Regions from separate parts of the Sus scrofa genome. Here region 1 is linked to region 2. Evidence: chromatin contacts called from public HiChIP or PLAC-seq data. All regions are on one chromosome and are shown on one strand. The core of a region is the stretch at or near the end of the contact, and the rest is flanking DNA. Distances in the headings are between cores, read along the strand shown.

Evidence for each region. HiChIP or PLAC-seq counts read pairs in DNA pulled down with a chosen protein or histone mark.
Region 1: an H3K27ac HiChIP or PLAC-seq map of skeletal muscle shows a contact between it and region 2. The contact joins two enhancer-like sites. A contact is called at or near these places in 4 of 47 Hi-C or Micro-C datasets (epiblast stem cells, psoas muscle and skeletal muscle) and 1 of 2 datasets of contacts at active chromatin or transcription factors (skeletal muscle).

The regions. Positions count from the first base shown.
Region 1 is chr7:53,758,139-53,764,942 of Sscrofa11.1, forward strand. It overlaps ALDH1L1 (aldehyde dehydrogenase 1 family member L1), which reads right to left. Exons shown (of 23, transcript NM_001244647.1): 17 at 521-614. Among named protein-coding and RNA genes, the nearest start is that of SLC41A3, 21 kb to the left of the region's middle. Within about 2 kb of position 1,538, at least 2 of the 83 cell types and tissues checked have an H3K27ac peak or open chromatin away from gene starts, as enhancers often do. A contact at or near this core is called in skeletal muscle, where this site is marked.
Region 2 is chr7:53,687,793-53,694,641 of Sscrofa11.1, forward strand. SLC41A3 (solute carrier family 41 member 3) reads right to left here. Exons shown (of 11, transcript XM_021098942.1): 5 at 4,035-4,179; 6 at 1,972-2,118; 7 at 1-114. Among named protein-coding and RNA genes, the nearest start is that of SLC41A3, 50 kb to the right of the region's middle. Within about 2 kb of position 3,484, at least 3 of the 83 cell types and tissues checked have an H3K27ac peak or open chromatin away from gene starts, as enhancers often do. A contact at or near this core is called in skeletal muscle, where this site is marked.

The DNA.
Region 1 (6,804 bases), core at 288-2,787, 68 kb after region 2:
GTGTAGGTCGTGGACGCGGCTCGGATCTGGTGTTGCTGTGGCTGTGGTGCAGGCTGGCAGCTATAGCTCTGATTAGACCCTAGCCTCCTCCATATGCTGTGGGTGTGGCCCTAAAAAGCAAAAAAAAAAAAAAAAAAAAAAAGGAAAGAAATCAGTGAAAAATTAATTCTATTATATTTGATTTAACCCCAATAATAAAAATATTACCACTTCAACTTGCAATCTACACAAAAATCACTGAAGTCCTTTGCCTTGTGCTAAGTTTTCGAGATCCGTGTCTTCTGGGCTCACAGCCCTGTCCCAGGCCACCATGTGTGCTGGTTGGCCCCAGACCATGGTGAGACCCCTGCTCCTCAGTGCTGCTTTCAGCCAGGGCTTGACAGACCCGTGAAGTCAGGGCCTTGTAGCTTCCTGGGATGGCCGTAGGCTTGGGCTCACACATAGCACCGGCCTCTTCCAGACCCTGGGACCAGAGGCCAGCATCCTGCGGGGCCGGCCATACCACTCACCCACCACCTACCTTTTCATGATGTGCTTTCCCACCTCGGTGGAGCCCGTGAACCCAATTTTCCGCACATCGGGATGGTCCGAGAGCCTCTGGCCGACCAGTGAGCCTGTGGGAGGTGTGGGCGGGGCAGGCAGGGTGGTCACAGTGCTGAGGACATGGGCCCGGCCACCCTCCCCATCCACCCAAGGCCAGAGCTGTGGGTGTGTTCTCACACGCCGGTGCCCTCAGGGCCCTGGGACCACTGGGCCTCGCTTCCTGGTGTGGGTAGAACCGTGTCCCCTCAAAATGCTGAAGCCTCAACCCCTGTATTTGGAGCTGAAGTCTTTAAAGGGGGGATTCAATTAAAATGAGGTCATCAGGGCCGCCCTCATCCAACATGATCAGTGACCTGATGAGAAGAGGAGGTGAGGACACAGACACTCAGAAGGACGACCATTTGAGGACACGGGGAGAAGGTGGCCGTCTACACGCCAGTGAGAGAGGCCTCAGGAGGAATGGGTCCCGCAGGCCCCTTGGTCTCAGATGTACAGACATCCAGACTCCAAAACTGGGAGAAATCAACAGGCGTTGTTTAAGCGGCTCTGTGTGCGGTGCTTTGTTGCAGCAGCAAAGTCACACACTGGCCTTGTGTCTTTCCACCCGGCAGGAGAGACCCAAGGGGAGGGTACCCAACAGGGCCCGCTGCCCCTCCTGTTTGGCTGCTTGGAACCCTGGCTGCTTTTGCTGCACGGCCCCACCAGGCCAGGCCTGCAGGGTCCCAGCCCAATGTGGCCAGTCCCCTCGGACCCTTCTGGGCCTACAGGGGTCCCAGCCCAACGTGGTCAGTCCCCTCTGCCCCTCCCAGTCCCCTCTGCAGCAAGACCTCAAGGTCACCTCTCCCTGCTGACATCTCTCCACCTCTGCCTGCTCTCTCTGCATGTCCTGAACCCAGTACTCTCCTTGACTCTGTGTGACAGCACCGGGGCCTCTGCTACACCCTGGTCTTCTTCCCTTCTCAGTGCACGGTCTCCTCAGTGACCTCAGCCTGGCTCACCTCTTCAAATGCCATCTTCAGGCATATCACCCTCTAGATTTGTATCTTGAGCTAAGCCTCCCTGCACCCAGAGACATTTGTCATTCCTCAGCTGGCTCGGCACCTCCACTTGGATAGCTCACAGCCTCTCATATTTAGCGTATTTGAAACTGAACTCTTCAGCTTTCCCCAGACCTGCTCTTCCCCCACGGTCTCCACCGCAGTAAACAACCTCTCTCTGCAGCCAGCTGTTCAAGCCCACAGTCAGTCCACACACCACCCCCATCCATGAGTCACCCAGCCCTGGGGCTCCTCCATGTCCTAGTCCCCCAGAGCCACTGCCCTTGCCTCTGAGCCTCTAAAAGTGCCTATGGCAGAAGCACCTGTGACATTCTGGTTCAGGAGGCTGGGAGCGGGGACGTGCACTCCTGTCACGCTGATTCCATTCCACCATGCACACTGTTTAACAATCACTGTTTTGAGGAGGAACTATTTGCAAAAAAGATCTCTGATAATGGAGTATTACCTCAAACATCCAAAAGCCTCCAACAATAAGAAAACAAACAACCCAATCAAAACATCGGCAAAAGATCTGAAAAGGCATCTCATCAAAGAAGATAGCCAGGTGGCAATAAGTGTATGGACGTATGCTCAACATCATAAGTTATCAGGAAAATTTTTTTTTTTTGTCTTTTTGATGTTTCTAGGGCCGCTCTCACGGCATATGGAGGTTCCCAGACTAGGGGTCTAATCGGAGCTGTAGCTGCTGGCGTGCACCAGAGCCACAGCGACGCAGGATCTGAGCCGCATCTGCAACCTACACCACAGCTCATGGCAACGCCAGATCCTTAACCCACTGAGCAAGGCCAGGGTTTGAACCCGCAACCTCATGGTTCCTAGTTGGATTCGTTAACTACTGCGCCACAATGGGAACTCCAGGAAAATTTAAATTAAGACAGCAACGAGACACCACTACACGTCCAGCAGAATGGCCAGGCCCAGAGCACTGACCACACCAACTGCTGGCAAGGACATGCAGCAGCAGGAATGCTTGTCGCGGCTGGTGGGGATATGGCAGGTGCCGCCACGCTGGAAGACAGCTTGGTGGTTTCTCACAAAAATGAAACCTACTCTTACCATATGATCCAGCAGCCATGCTCCTTAGTATTTACCCAAAGCAGTCAAAAACATATGTCTACATAAAACCCTGCACAGCAATGTTTATAGTAGCTTTATGCATAATTGCCAAGAGATGGAAGCAACCAAACTGTGCTCCAGGAGGTGAATGGATGAACAAACTGTGGTCCATCCAGACAGTGGGATGGTATTTGGTGCTAAAAAGAAATGACCTATGAAGCCATGAAAAGATATGGAGGAAACTTAAACGCTTCTTACCAAGTAAAAGGAGCTAATCTGACAAAGCTACAAACTTTATAATTACATAATACTATTCTGGTGAAGATGAAACTCTGGAGACAATTAAGCAATCAGGGCTTTGCCGGGGACTCGTGGGGAGGAGAAATGAACAGATGTTCCCTCCTCCACGGGGGATTTTTAGGGCAGTGAAACTGTTCCATCTGATACCACAATGTTGGATACATGTCATTTTACATTTGTCACAGAATGTACAATGCCAAGAGTGAATCTTAGTGTAAACTAGAGACTTTGAGGGATGAAGACATGCCAGTGTAAGTTTGCCCATTGTCACAAACGTGGGACATTTGCACATGAGGAGACAGGACACAAACGGGAACTCCCTATATTTTCCATTCAGTTTTTCTGTGAACCTAAAACTGCTCTGAAAAATACGGGCTACTGAACAATAGCAACAACAAAAGCACTGTTTTAGGCTCTCCAAGAAATATTTACAAGAAGATATCGAATACTAGATCACAAAGAAATTCTCCATCTTAGAAAGCAGACCTAGAATTCCTGTTGTGGCACAGCAGAAATGAATCCGACTAGGAATCATGAGGTTGCGGGTTCGATCCCTGGCTTGGCTCAGTGGGTTGAGGATCTGGTGTTGTTGTGAGCTGTGGTGTAGGTCACAGAAACGGCTTGGATTTGGTGTTACTGTGGCTGTGGTGAAGGTTGGCAGCTGCAGCTCTGATTCGATCCCTAGCCTGGGAACCTCCATATGCCGCCATTGCGGCCCTCAAAAGACAAAAAAAAAAAAAAAAAAAGAAAGAAAGAAAGCAGAACTTTTTGAAGTTCCCTTGTGGCTCAGGGGGTTAAAGATCTGGCATGACCACAGCTGTGGCGCAGGCTGCCACTGTGGTACGGGTTCCATCCCCGGCCAGGGAACTTCCACATGCTGCGGATGCCATAGAAAAAAGCAAAAAAAAAAAAAAAAAGTAGAATTTTCGCAGGCTATTATGGGATGAATCCCACTCACATTCCCATGTGGCCAGCCTAACAGCCAGTACCACAGAATGTAATTTTATTTGGGAATAAGGTAGGTTGTTGTTGGGAATGTCCCTATAAGAGGGGAGACCTGGATACCGACACACACAGGAAAAACGCCGTGGAAAGGTCAAGGCACAGCTCTCGGAGCTGGAAGAGGCACAAAGGCCCCCTCCCTCAGAGCCTTTAGAGGAAGCCTGTCCCCGCCCCACCCTGACACCTCAATCTCAGATTTCTCCTCTCCAGACAGCATGTTTTGTTGTGTGAGTTCCCAGCTGGGCTACTCCACTGTGGAAGCCCTAGAAACTGATACTGACTTCTCTGACCATGAGGTGATAAAGCTAGAAGCATAAGATCAGAATTTTAGGGAACAAACACCTGAAAAAAATTAAATTGCTTTGACCTTACTGGCTCAGAGAGACCATCAGAACTTCAAAGGGCATATTGTCTAAGAATAAGAAAACGTGGAGTTCCCGTCGTGGCGCAGTGGTTAACGAATCTGACTAGGAACCATGAGGTTGCGGGTTCAAACCCTGGCCTTGCTCAGTGGGTTAAGGATCTGGTGTTGCCATGAGCTGTGGTGTAGGTTGCAGATGTGGCTTGGATCCCACGTTGCTGTGGCTCTGGCATAGGCCGGTGGCTACAGCTCCGATTGGACAGACCCCTAGCCTGTGAACCACCATATGCCGCGGTAGCTGCCCAAGGAAATGGCAAAAAGACAAAAAAAAAAAAAAAAAAAAAGCAAAAAAAGCAAACGTGAACATATTCCACAGGCATGGGATGGGAGTCACCTCTGAAGGCCATTACAAGGAGCCCTATTGGAGTTCCCGTCGTGGCGCAGTGGTTAATGAATCCGACTAGGAACCATGAGGTTGCGGGTTCGGTCCCTGCCCTTGCTCAGTGGGTTAACGATCCGGCGTTGCTGTGAGCTGTGGTGTGGGTTGCAGATGCGGTTCGGATCCCGTGTTGCTGTGGCTCTGGCGTAGACCGGTGGCTACAGCTTCGATTCAACCCCTAGCCTGGGAACCTCCATATGCCGCGGGAGCGGCCCAAGAAATGGCAAAAAGACAAAAAAAAAAAAAAAAAGGCAAAAACAAGGAGCCCTATTGGCAGCTTCCCAGGGGAATAACTGGTGAAAATCAGTAAAAACCACCGTTTAAAGTCTCCGGAAATTTTCCTAAGGACAGACAGCAGGCGAGGAGGTATTTATTCAGGAGAGTCTGACGTCGGGGCTGTGAACCATTCTCTCTGTGGACTAGGCAAGTGTGGTCAGGAAGGCAGTCCAAGGACGTGGTGTCCTTGCAGGAGGGGATGGCCAGCAGGGGCTTCCCTGCCTCCAACTTTGAGTGTCAAGGCCAAAGCCCTGGTGAGGGTGGCTTCCACCCCCCACCCCAATAAGGTGGGACCTCATCCATGTGGCCCAGCTCCCTCATGGGGCCCTGTGCCTGAGGTAGCAGCTCAGAAATTTTGGTCAGGGAGAGGCTTTCTATGGGAAAGGAGACCTCCTGGGGTTCCCTTGTGGCTCAATGGGATTTGGTGTTATCAGTGCAATGGCCTGGGTCACTGTTGTGGCAAAGGTTTGATCCCTGGCTCCAGAACTTCCACATGCTGTGGATGTGGCCAAAATAAACATAACAACAACAACAGAGAGCTCCAAAGCACTCCCTGAAGGAACTGACTTCATCTGCAACTGTACAAGGAACTTGAGCCCTAAGGACATTCTCCAAAACAATGGAGACTTTGGGGTGAACAATTAAGGGGAGGCTGGTAAGTCTATTACAGCAATAACATAAACCATAGTTTCCAGTGAGTATACCAGACAGAGCCAGGGAAGAGCCAAACATTAAGGGCCAGCCCTGAAAACCAGCCTAGCAAAGGGGCCCGGATTTAATTGGGTCAGACTGTAAGGCAATTTATGCCCCAGGGTATTGCTGAAACAACAGAGCAACCAGCCTGCAGTTGGTGCAGTTGACCAGCTAGTGTGATGACAAAGGAGGCAGATGGCTTAACAGATCAGAGGAAAGAGACCCTCTATAACTGCTGACACTGGGGACTGTGCATGGCCCAGGGGTATGCCCTCTGCGGGGCAACCTCACAGGCTGCACACCACAAGGGAAGGAAACTTTACTAAAACAGTCTAGCCACGTCACTAAACAAACAAGAAAATGATGGAAAGGGGCCAGGGATTCAGTTTTTTATAAAGAAACTTATGAGGCATGGAAAGAAACAGCAAAATGTGACACATCACAGGAAAAAAAATAGCGGGCAATGTAAACAGACATTGAGAAGGCACAGGTGTCACACCTAACAAAGACTTCAAGGCAGCCCTTATTAAGATGTTCAAATAACTGAACAAAACCACTTATAAAGGCAGCTATGATACAATGTCTCATCAAATACAAATTTAAAAAGAACCAGAAGCTAAAAAGTACAACTGAAGTGAAAACTGAGCAGAGAGGCTCAACAGTAGGATTGAATTGGCAGAAGAGTTAGTGAACTTGAAGATGGCTGGAAATCATGAAATCTAGAGAAAAGCAAGAAAAAGAATGAAGAGACGTGAAGAGCTCCTCAGAGGAGAGTGGAACAGCAGTAAATACAACAATATACTCATAATGGAAGTACCAGAAGGAATGGAGAAATAGAAAGCAGTAGAAAAAATATTAGAATACATCATGGCTGAAAATTCCCAAGTCTGATAAAAAACACTATCCTGGATTAATGAATTCCATATCAAAAACTGCAAAGAGATCCACACCCAGATGCTTCATTGTGAAAGTGCTAGAAAACAAGGGTAGAGAAAACTTTGAAAGCAGCAGGAGAAAAATGACTCCTTATAAATAAGGGAACTTGGTAAGATCCACAGCTGACTTAGCAAAAACAA
Region 2 (6,849 bases), core at 2,234-4,733:
GCCACCCAAACTTCAGGATCTTCACGACAGGCGGGTTCTGCTTGGCGACGAGCACCCACACGGGTGTCAGGGCCACGAAGCCCACGCAGACCAGCAGCGTCAGGTACCGACTGTCTGGAGAAGGAGACAGGCGCTGGGCCATGGACTGGGGCCAGAGCTCGCAAGGCAGACAGGCGAGCAGCCTGCCCCCGACACCCCACACGTGTCCCCCCACACCTGCCCCCCCACATCTGCCTTAGCCTCTCTGACTCTTCCAGGTTTTCCTGACATACCTTCCCTCCTCTGCCTCCTCCTCCTCAGCCTCATTACTGAAGCGTGACCGTGGCCCGTGCTCTGCTCAGCACCTCCTGGCCTGACTCCCATCCTGCTCTCAGCCACATGCTCAGATAGCCCGTGAGGAAGTGGCGACCAGGATGCGCCAGCGAGCTGTGGCGCCAGCCCTGCTCCTGGCTGCTTTGTGGATCCTCGAGTCCCCTGTGCCACCTGCCCCACCTGGTGGGTGCTGTGAAGACTGGCCTCGGCCTAGATCAGCTGATGGAAGCGGGTGCCAGGCTGGAGCCCACACCAGAGGGCACACTCGGCCCCTTGCTCTCCCTGCCTGTCCTGTGCTCTGGTGCAAATGTCACCTTCCTTAAGCATGAAGAACAAGGCCAGCTTTCTCTGGACACGTCCTCTCCCCTGGCCACGCCCGGGGCAGCCCCATGCTCACGGCATCCCAGCCTGGGCCTGCGTGTGCTGCCTCCTGTGCAGGAAACACCCTGGCCCATCTTCCCACCAGGGCGGCTGCAGGGAAGGACAGACTGCCACAGACAGAGACTCCACAGTCACGTGGGGGCAGAGGCGGCCCAGGAGCTCTGAGCAAGTGTTCAATGTGCTGGCAGCCATGGCTGGAGCTCTGTGTCTGGTCCAGCTTCCCTGGGCCACTTGGAGGGGCCATGAAGACCATGCATCTGACGGGTGCCCAGCCCAGCGGTGGATCTGGTGTGACTGGAGGGGGTGGGTGACCTGCATGATCCACCACTCAGAGTCCTGTGAGACTTGGGCTGAGCGCAGGTGGGACACCTGTTACTTTGCAAATCAAACTCAATTAACTAGCTCATGCATAAGCCTTTGAAATTTGTTTGAAAAATAAAATTAGGTCCACTTATGTCAAGTTTCAGAATCTCTCAAACTATTCCTTTTTGCTGCTGCAGGAGGTGCCAGGCATCGGGGTCCCTGCAGAGTCGGGACTCAGTCAGACTCACTTCCTCAGGCTGCTTCCACTGCCAACATGGAATAACCAGGTGAGTCCTTAAACCCATGTCCACGCTCCCATGGGTAACAAGCTGGACCTTTGCCATGGCTATGCCTCTGTTCTCTCCCTACTCCTCTGCTGCCCACTGCACCCATTAGCTCTGACCCCTGCCACCCCGGATCCTGACGGTCATGGGCAGCTGCCTAGTGGGACCGTGGCAGGTGCAGCCCAAGAACTGAGGCTTGGAGGGGAGTGTCCAGCTGTGCCAGTGCAGCAGGGGAGCACAGGGTGAGGGGGATCCATGTGTCCACATGTCCAGGGTGTGAGCACAGCTGGGTCCCCAGGCAGACTTGAGCAACCTCTGGGGGTGCCCAGACCCAAGGTCTAGTTCCCACAAGAGGTACAAATGCCCTTTTGGGCTGCTGACCAACTCACAGGCCACCTTCTGAAGAACTGGCTTCTACTTCTACCCCTGTGGCTGTGACATGCCTGGAGTCACTCTTGAGCAGCTGCCACGTGTCTGGCATGAAATGCCCTTCCCAAGGAGGCACTGAAGCACCCCAGCCAGCTCAGGCCCTCCCTGACCTCCTCCTGAGCCCCTGCAGGAGGTGGAAACTGCCTGGAATGATTTGTCCCCCAGCACGGCGGGAAAGCGGGTGGCACCTTGGGGGCCACCCTCACCTGCCCAGTGACTCCAGGCCTCACCCTGCCCCAGAGACCCTGGCCTTGGGCCCTACCTCTGTGCTTGTAGAAGAAGCTGCTGACGAAAGCCAGGAGGGACAAGGTGATGAGGTCTCCCAGGCTGGCTGCGATGGGCGTGGCGATGTTGTCTGGGTTGATCCCGAGCCTCCGAGCACCAATCACGATGCAGACCATCAGCATCCCTGTGGAGGGTAGGGGGATGAGGTGAGGGCAGTGAGCGGGTGAGCAGGTGGTGGGAGGCTGCCTGGAACTCACTCCACCTGCACATGCCCAGCTGCCCCCAGACCGCCCCAGCCCAGCTTCTCGTGCCACCTGGGGCTGCGAGCCTCAGACTCTGCTTTGTGACTCCCAGGCTTGACACTGTGATACCTGAACCATCGGGGAGACGCGGGCAGGTGGTTCCATGGCTCCCGAACCCCTGGGAAGTGCAGGCATGGAGCTCACAGGCCTCAGATCAGGAAGAGGGCCTCAAGCTGCCCTGAGCAGTAGGAGCCTCAGATGGGGCGAGGTCTCCCTGTGCTGGGTCCTTGAGGGCCGGCGGCCCCAGGAGCAGTTTCCAGGGTGCAACCCATGGGGGAGACGGCAGGGGTGGGGTCTGGGGCCATGCAGGGCAGCAATGCGGGTGGGCCTGGGCGGGAGCACAGAGAGGCAGTGCGGTACGGGGGCCTGCAGGGCTCTTGGGGCTCATTGCGTGGTCTGGCTGATGGGCAAGGCTGGAGAGACCTGAGAGGCTCTTCCTCAGGGGTGCCACACCTCCCAGGCCCTGCTTTCTCTTCAGACCTGGTTCTCAGGCCACTGTCACGTGCTTCCAGCCCCCCACCCCCACCCCCGGGATGAAATCCAACAGCATCTCATGTGGGCCTTTAAGAAGACACTATCTTGGCTACTGTGTTTTAACAACTGACCCAGCATTCTATCACTAAATAATCAGAATTATCACCTAGAGGTCACGGAAAGCTGCTGGCCACAGTCTGTGGCTATTCTGTGACCAGGTCTCAGCTGCTTTATTCTTCTGAGGCATCAATTCTAAGTGAATCCAAGTTTGCTCAGCTGAACTGAGCTGAATTCTGGTGACAACCCCACAGGACTAGCAGGAACACTTTATTAAAGCCACCAGCACCGTTGCCTGGCTTTACGACAGACGGGTCAAAGTGGCACCATAACCCACCAGCCACGCTTCCTGACTCCCACATGTCCTTGGACAGTCCTGGCATGTCCTTGTCCCTGAGCCTGTTTGCTTGTCTGTAAAGTGGGAAGCTAGGCTGAGGGACAGCACGGCCTGAGGGACAGCACGGCCTTCTGGGGACCACATGCCAAGTGTCCCCCGGGCTCTCTTCTCTCAGGTGTGGCTGATTCAGCCCACCCTTCAGACCAGACGGGCAGGCCTGTGACCATCCTGCGCTCTGGCCCTCACTTGATCTAGGTGCCAGCAGGAATGCAGCCAGGTCACCCGCTGCCTTCAGCGGGGACAGACTATGAACACAGGTCAGCTTTCAAAGCCACGTCCTCCCTTCCTGCACTTGCGCAGGGTCGGCTAGACATGGACACACAGTCCCGAGAAAAGCAGCGTGACCTCCGTCTGTTCAGGAGACCTGGGAGCTGCTTACGCAGGGCTTGTCTAAGGGCAGAAATAACCACTGGCTCTGCGCTCACATGGCAGGCTTGTTGGCGAGGAGGAGGCAGTGCAAGTGAAGAGGATAAATAGGAACTAAAATAGAGTCTGACCCAGTGGGGCCACTGAGCACCCCCACCCCGCCAGCACCCCAAGCTCCGGGACACAGCCTGGCGCACCAGATGCTCAGCAAGCAGAGTGGGCACAGGCATGGCCACCGGGGACCCTGGCATGTGAGCCCCCCAGGCCCAAGGCCCATCTTCCGGCTCTAGGAGACATGGGGCGGGTGGGGCGGCGGGGAGAGCAGGTGACAGAAGAGGAGGCATGGGGATGAGAACAAACAAAAAAAAAGCAGGTCGTTTCAGATTTCTGCGAGTGCTCTGAGAGGAACGCAGGTGCGTGGGGTGATGGCCATGGGGCGGGGGAGAGGGTGTGTGGCCAGAGCAGAGCCCAGGCAGGACCCCGAGGACTCAGGTGGCAGCTCACCCAGGGCGAAGGCTGCCAGGAAGGCGGTGATGACGCTGCTGGCACACAGCACCTCTGCCTTCACCAGGTCCAGCTCCTGCCTAGACACGGCGCCCAGCAGGAGGGCAGCCACGGCGGCCAGGAGCCCCACGACAGTGGCCTGCACCTGTGGGGCAGAGGTCAGATGTGAGGACTGGCTGCCAGCTTCACCACAGCCTCCCTTCTCCCTGTCCTCTGCCTGATGCTCACCTTGTACTGGATGCTCAGTCAGGGCAATCATGCCCCCCACGGGTTGGATACCATCACCCTCTGACCTCCGGCAGCACTTGGCACACCCTCCCCGGGGGACAGCTGTGCCCCTGCCCCTTCTCTGCTCCCCATCCCCACGCCTGAGGGCACCCGCCTCCGTGGCACCTCAGCCTGTGCCACAAGGTGCCCAGACCTGAGCACCAGCCCTTCCCTGCCATCCCTGTGGACGAGAGCAGGCCGCGGCCCTGCCAGGCACACTTGGCTGAGGTGAGTCCATCTCCCCAAGTGAGAGCCGCCCCAGGCATACACCGTCATTCCAATCAGAGTCCTCAGACTTCTCATGGCACCTGACGGCTTGTTTTAAATTTCACGGAAACGGGAAGATATGCAAGAATAGCCAAAATAATTCTGAGAAAGAAGATTAAAATTTTGGCATATTCATTATGAATATGTGCTCTATCACTATAATAATTAAAACTGGGTGGTTTAGCAGAAAAATAGACTAGCTGGACAGAACAGAGTCTAGGAACTGAATCGTGATTATATGAAAATGTAAAATTTAATGATTAATCATGAATATATAAACATTTAAAATGATAAAGGTGGCATTTCAAATCAGTATTGAATAAATAGGATTATTTGCTTGGGGAAAAAATAGATTCTGCCTTTATACTATTCATACAATGATACCCAAATTATTTGTGTATATTATACACAAATAGACCTATATTTTCTTTGGTTTTTGTGAAACAAACAAACAAAAATTGGGTAATGTGTTTCAGCTTTTGGATTGGGGAAGGCCACCTACTAAAGATACAACAGGTAAAATCTATAAAGAAAAACACACACAAAATATGCATAAGTTCAAGTATGACTTCCCTGTGATAAAAGATCACAAAACAAAGACAGGGTAGATGTGGACGGAACATGACCATCGTCTACAAATAATAGCAGATTAGTATCCTGAGTAATGAAGTCCACTTCACACACCAGCCACAACTGTGACAATAATAAAAGACAACCTGATGAAAAATGAGCAAGGGATATGGATGTAAAAATCAGAGATGGCCAAGGAACGGCCCAAGGTGATGACATCCCTAGTTATCAGGAAAATTTAAGACAAAATCCCCACTGGATGGCAGCTCCTGTATTTGTAGCCATCGCTGGTCTTCCTCTATTAAAAAATAAATGCTGTTTTATCTTCCCAGCGCCGGGGTCAGTGCTCATGGGGTGAATGGACCCCCATCGGATGAGGCGAAATCAAAATTCAAAGGTCGATAATACCAAACACACTTACAGATGCATGGGTGACACCTGTCCCTCCACAGTGACGGTGGAGAAACTGGTTCAGGGTTCTGGGCCCTGGAGGAGATCTGGCTGTAAAGTGTCCAAATACCTTATGATCTAGGGTTTCCCCAGGACAACGTTCCCACACAGGGAACCAAGTGGTATCCATTCCTTAAGTCGTTATTAAGAGAAAAGGACAAATGAGGAAATTGTGTGGACAGTCTAATATGATTTATGCTTAAAAACAGAAAATCTTGTTTTGCCCAAATCCTACATTGTCTACAGGCGCATCAACATCTCTGTACAAAGTGGTTTATAGGAGTTCTTTCCGAGCTGGTGACTTTACGAGGAGCTGACAACTCATATGTTAATACTGGTGCTGTTACTTGGCACTAAGAGGTCAGCTGTTCTGAGATCCTTTGGGGAAAGATCTTTAAGCTCATCACCCCTTGTGAGCTTGTGGGAAGTTCTCTGAAGGAACCTTTGCAGAAGGAGGACACTTCCACTGCAGGAGGTGGGCACAGGAGTGAGAGGCCGCTGGGCAGCTGCCCGGGCCCTGCAGTCTCTTGGCCGAGACCCCAGGTGGGACCAGCCATCTGAAATTCTAGGTATCATGCTTGGGTACAATGACGTGGTGGAATATGCTAAAGTTACATACGAAGTGTAATTACAAAACTTACAGCAGTCTTTCTTTATACTTTGATGTTAAGTTTGTTTTCTGTTTTTGTTTTTTTTTTTTAATTTTGTTGCTTTTTAGGGCCGCACCTGGGGCATATGGAGGTTCCCAGGCTAGGGGTCGAATTGGAGCTGCAGCCACTAGCCTACACCACAGCCACAGCAACACGGGATCCGAGCCTCATCTGCCACCTACACCACAGCTCATGGAATTGCCTGATCCTTAACCCACTGAGCAAGGCCAGGGATCGAACCCGCATCCACACGGATCCTAGTTGGGTTCATTACTGCTGAGCCACAGTGGGAACTCCCTAATGTTAATTTTTTAAAAAATGGGGGAGACAAAGTTCCATCATACTGGGATCAGAGCCACGTGCCAAGCCGGGGCCTGGCCCAGAGCAGGAGTTGACGCTTCTGAGCATCAGTCACATGCAAACCGAAAAGCAAAATGAGGCTGTGGCTGGTTATCACCCGCCCCTGCTGGGCCCTGACCTGGACTCTCAATACCCTGCCTAGTCTCCAGAGGGAAACTCTGGCCACAGGCCGCAGTTCCAGCCAGCGCCACTCACCTCGAGCTGAGGAAGCCAATGGCTGAACACAGAACTGGGTCAAGTGCGGCCCCAGC